Linked DNA regions of Mus musculus: region 1 is linked to region 2. Evidence: chromatin contacts called from public HiChIP or PLAC-seq data. All regions are on one chromosome and are shown on one strand. Each heading gives the region's core, a stretch centred on a gene start, on an enhancer-like site or on the middle of the called end of the contact. The rest is flanking DNA. Distances are from core to core; before and after follow the strand shown. Region 1 overlaps Akap13 (A kinase (PRKA) anchor protein 13). Region 2 holds the start of Akap13 (A kinase (PRKA) anchor protein 13).

Region 1 (2,700 bases), core at 195-2,694, 260 kb before region 2:
TACATACAAGTAACATTCCTGAGCAGGCTACACTTATATATCTAAGAGCATGCACACATCATGCAAGTACTTCTAAGAACAATTATTGAGAAAAAGAGGGCATGAACTTGAAAGAGGAAAAGTATGTGAAAGAGTTAGGAGGTTGGAAAGTGAAGAAGGAAATGACATCATTATAATTTCAAAAGATAAAAGAAATATCCTGAGGTCTCAAATATCCCGAGCTTTTGTACCCAACTCCCTGAGTGAGAAGCCATGTAAGAAAGGTTAACTACAAATCTCCCAAAACACCCCTGAGAAGCCTGACTCAGGAGAACATGGGAGAGTTCCTGAGACAAACCAGATTCAAATTTACCAATGACACATTTCATCTCAAAGTATTTTTAGTTTTCTATTCCCGTGGCCTACAAGGGCCACTGATGTAAAAACCATGCACTCTGGGCCTCCGAAAGGTCATCAGCTCTTCCTGCTGCAATGAAGTCATAAAAACAGGCTGTGCCAAGAGGCCAGAGGCAAAGCACAAACAAGCAAAAGATCTGTCTTTGGGGACAGCTGAAGAGGCGTGTGTCTCCTGGGAAAGGCTCACTCAGGAAATCAGACAGCAGTTCACTAGGTACGGTTGCTTCAGGGAGTACCACAGACCTTGTTCTAGCCAACAAGGTCAAGATGCTTTTGGACTTAAAGGCTTGGACTTATGGACTGTGGGGTAAGAGAAACTTGCCACTGTGAAGGAGACTGCCAGATACCTAGATCTGAAGGCCTTCCCCATTTCTTCTGAAGCAGTTGTTACTGCAATATCTGCTTGGTTCACAGATCCCTTTCTGAACACTAGCAGTCACACAGCACTGGGATTTTGTGAGGTTTTTCTCCTGTTCTGAGGATCTTGTACTCTCTGGTGCAGTACATGGATCATGATTGTCTATTCAAATATCTATGTATATATAGACCCACAGTCTATTTGTCTAAGCCAAACGCCCTGACATAATCTTCATGACTACATATGAGAGTTGCTGTGTCAACTTATTGACATGTAAAAGAGACTAGGACACATGGCAGGCAAACCAAATTTAATTTAAGTCTAATTCTGGTTACCACCATGAGCCCCGAATAAGTCCCTTCTCCTTGTGCTTTGGTTTCCAAGTCTACCGGACAAAAGGCACCACACCCTCATTTTAAGTACTGTGAAGACATGGCAATGTAGAAACTCATCATCTGAAATCGATGCAATTACTTTGGAAAGTCATTTAACAACATCTAGTGAGGTTCAGTGTGTGTCACTTTTATGAATTAGCACTGAGACTAGTGCCATACACAAGGACGCAAGGATGCCCTTGTGGCTCTGTCTGAGTCAAAGTGGAAATAGCCCCGTATCCTAAGCAGCAGAACAGCTTGAAGTATGTGTGAAAGACAGTACCACAGATGAGCTAAATGCCAGTATCTACATCTATGTGCTCAGTACTTCCGTTCTCTACAATAGAACACTGGGGAGAATAAAGCAAACTGCAAAGTGAGATGCACAGCAACAGCAAACCAACCACTACTACCCAGTTTTGTTCATATGAGGGAACTGTGAGCCACAGATGACATCAACGCTTACTTGGAGGGAAGAAGGAAGACTGACATAGGGAAACAAATTCAATTTTAACTGTAAAGGTGTATTTCTTTAAAAATGAAGGATGAAGTACTGTGTCAAAATGTTACACACCCTTTCTTCCTTCCTCCCTCCCTTCCTTCACTGTGTCGATGGAGGTCAAACCTAGTGCCTCATACAATATAGGCAATCACTCTATCACTGAGCTATATTTTTACATTTTAAGTTGAGGTCCAAAAAGTTCCTACTGCTATTATATTATCCATGTATAATATTGTATTAATAGCTCTTACTTAGAAAACCACCAGTGTATCAAACTGTATTACCCCCAAAAGCTCCTTAGATTCCCTTATCATTTGAAAATAGTAATTTACCATATTTGCCATCCATTATACTGAAATGCTAATTTCAGTATCACAGTTACGAAATGCATCCTTTCTTTTGTTTTACTCTGACTCTATCATATCCAGGGCTTGTTGGGCGGGCAATAAGAGAGGATATAGGTTTGAGAACTTGGCACTAATTCTGATCTGTAAATGTGACAAACAAAAACAGTCCTGACCAAAACTGCTTCCAAGCTGTTCCCTCCTGCTCCTTTCCTTCTAGATTCAACAACCCTCAGAAGGTTAAGTAGTGCTGCTTTTTAGGGGTGAGGGGAATGGTACTTTTGAAGAGACATTGGCAGTTCTCATGTTCTTAGACCACTGTTTGAGATTTAAGAACAATTCTACTTCATGAGACACAAAAGTAGAAATAGCATCCTGAATGTGCTTCCAGTAGAACTTTTCACAGAGATTCACGGTTTCAGTTAACTGTCATCAAACCTACAACCTAGCTGAAATTTTTATTATGCCCAGGATTACAGCCACAAGTCGTAGTGATAAGCAGTTCACATGGCTATCTGTTAACCACACTGAAGTATCTACTGGAAAAACACTAAATTTGTCACCAAGTGGTCCTAGACACAACACATAGGACAACGGTTTTAGTGCTAGGTGTGAGTGAATTAGTAATGGTTAGCGCCACAGACAGCAGCCAAAGTCATGGGATTTACAACTGTACTATCTGTTTTAAAATAGACAATTAAAAATATAAGACACGAAGGCATGTCT
Region 2 (2,700 bases), core at 185-2,684:
ACCACTTGTCCATGTTATTCACATAGAAAAAAAAAGCAAAATGCCATGAGCAGTAGCCTTCAAAGAAAAATTTAAGTTTAACAAATGTCAAAGAAATACAACTAAAATTAACATGAAGTGACGGGGGGAGGGGGGTGGGGGGGAGGCATTGTGTTTCAGTATGAATGATAGGGTTCTCTCTTGGGAGCTAAAACTGAATTACCATTACAGCGCAAGTCTAGTCAACGAAATGCAGCGGAATGATTCCCAAGAGATGATGGTGTACAAAGTGACACACTGGTTTATCTCAGAGTCATCTCGACTGATAGGAACTTCTTTACAGACAATGAATGCACGTTCAAGAACTGGAGCGCTCCTCCTGACCCGGGCAATCCAAAAGTTTGGGGGGTGGGGGTTTAAATGAGTAAGTGACTTCGGGAAATCATGAGGGTAGTAACAAAAAACAGACAGACAGACAGACAGACAAAAAGGCACATCACTTTGTAAATCTGCTCAACGCAATGAACTCTCAAAATAACTTCATTATGAAGGGGAAAAGCAAAGACTGAAACACTCAGAGATTGCTCAATCCATTTTCATTGTGAACTCCTGAGTTCACAGTAGAGTCTAGACACTTAGAGTTAGCCAATATTTTCAGCCGAAAGACAGACACTTTCTTAGCGAGAAATAAACTGAGGGTGCGTCTCGCACCCCAGTTAAGTGTCAGCGAGCCTATTTACGAAAAGCAGTGATTCGCTAGTTCTCAAAGTGCTTGCACTAGAGCTCGAGGGGCAGAGGAGTCGAATGCGCCACCGTTCCCGGGGCGCCCACCGCGCCCCCCTCCCCATCTCGGGAGAAAGCCCCCAAAGGTGGCCGGGGCGCGCAGTGTTTACCCGGCTTGACTGCCCCGGGGAGCTGCTCGTTCCCGGAGCCGCACTCTCTGTTCGAGCGGCGCGCCCCACCGAGCAGCCGTCCCTCAGAGGAGAGCCGCAGCCGGCGCCACAGAAGCGGGCAGCAGAGGAACGTGGGTCCGAGGAGGCCGGGATCGGCGGCCGCGCTATCCACCCCTGGCTGCCGATGCTAAGAAGGGTCCGCCACCCGCGTCGCGCCCGCGCGTCCCCGCGTCCCGCAGCTCGCGCGCGCGGCCGAGAGCAGCCGAGGGGGAGGGGCGGCTGCGCGCGCGCCCCCTCCTCAGACGCCCAAACTTCCCTCAACTCCCTCAACTAAGTTGCGCTCTCACCGTGCGGCTCCCCGGGCTCCCCCGCGGGCCGAGCCGGAGCAGCTCCGCGCCTTGGCCGCGGAGAAGGACAATAGGCGGCCGCTCCCTCGGCGGCGGCGGTGACGGCTGGAGCAAGGAGCAAGCACGGCGGTCTCAACCGAGCCCAAGAGCTTAGCAGCAGCAGCTCCGGCTCTGCGACCGCCCTGCACACAGACCTGCCCACCCGCGCATGCGCCGCCTGCGGCCCGGGGTGGGCGGTGCAACGAGCCAAGCCTAAAAGTTTCTATTGGACAATTAGACTACCCATCATGTTCTGTGAGCCCAATAGGAAGGCTTCTTGGCAGTTGGCTCTGGTTGCTAAGGAACGATGAGGTTGACCGCCACTGCTGCCAGGCGGCAAAGTGATCAAAGTCGGGTGGCTGGCAGCAGCTGCTGGGGAAATGCCCACCCACCTTCTCCTATCCGCCCCATCACCGGAAGCCACCCTTCCTCTGTGCGCCTGGTGCTTACCTAAGTCGGAGCACTTACCACACGTTGACGCTAAGACTCAATAGAGTCTTCTTAAGAGTCCAAGGTGGAGCGGCACAAAGTACTCAAGTATGTTGGATGGGTGAAGATTGTCACAGTGACTTTGAGCTATTCGATCACCACAAAATCATTGCCTTTGAGTTGCTATGGACTTCAGAAACCATCTAGTTGCTTCGGAGAAACCAAGTATGGACATGTTCCAATGGTGACCCAAGATACTACATTAATTGGTACAAAAAGAAACTTCTTTTTGATAGTTACATATTGTAATGTGTTATTAAGGGAAAACATGCCTATAATGCCAAACTATTTTGACATGTTATTTTTTCGGTCAATAGAAAGTTGGGGGGGGGGGGAGCCGGGGATTATGAATATTACGCAAGAAATGTGAGGTTTTCTGTGCAGTTTAATATTTATTGTGGTCGAAGTAAGAAAGGTAGTTTCCTAGGAGGAGAAGGGTATTGACTGGGAAGGAACAGAATGGAATCTCTGCGAGTACTGGCCTTGCATTTTTATTTAGGTGATCAAAACATATTAATATGAAAATATTATGTGGCTGTACCCCTAAGATAAATACCCCATTGGGGGACAGTTTCCTTTAAGTATTGGACTCCCTCTGGCCAACCATCTCCCAGTAGATGACCCAGCACCCACACAGCTATGGACAGTACAAGTTGAACACAGTGGATCATAAGTTTTTTTAAAGAGCAGAAGGAGAATAAGAAGTTGAGAGGGATGGGTTGGGAGAATGTGGCCAAAGTATATTATATGAATGAAGAAAATGTTCAAAGAATTATATGAAAAGATTAACTTCATATAATTTCAAAGTCAGTTTAAAAAAAATAGTAATACAAGATATGGACCTGCCAAAAACTGCAAGAATGGAAGTCACTGTCATTTGGGAAGTTTTAATCCAGACAAGGTCACTACCATCATGAAAATATTTAACAGAAAGTATTATCAGTGCCTGGTGA

What was found. HiChIP or PLAC-seq counts read pairs in DNA pulled down with a chosen protein or histone mark.
Region 1: a contact with region 2 is called in an H3K27ac HiChIP or PLAC-seq map of microglia, with 6 times the contacts expected there. The contact joins the enhancer-like site here to the promoter of Akap13 in region 2. A contact is called at or near these places in 5 of 39 promoter capture datasets (the C10 cell line, liver, neural stem cells and 1 more), 2 of 484 Hi-C or Micro-C datasets (CD4 T cells and Sertoli cells), 8 of 115 datasets of contacts at active chromatin or transcription factors (bone marrow-derived macrophages, cardiomyocytes, embryonic limb bud and 5 more) and 1 of 9 other capture datasets (adipose tissue).

What each region holds. Positions count from the first base shown.
Region 1 is chr7:75,713,950-75,716,649 of GRCm38.p6, reverse strand. All of the region lies in intron 17 of Akap13 (A kinase (PRKA) anchor protein 13), which reads right to left. Among named protein-coding and RNA genes, the nearest start is that of AU020206, 67 kb to the left of the region's middle. Within about 2 kb of position 1,444, at least 53 of the 459 cell types and tissues checked have an H3K27ac peak or open chromatin away from gene starts, as enhancers often do. A contact at or near this core is called in adipose tissue, cardiomyocytes, fibro-adipogenic progenitors and 5 more, where this site is marked.
Region 2 is chr7:75,454,268-75,456,967 of GRCm38.p6, reverse strand. Akap13 (A kinase (PRKA) anchor protein 13) reads right to left here and starts at 1,434. Exons shown (of 37, transcript NM_029332.1): 1 at 1,220-1,434.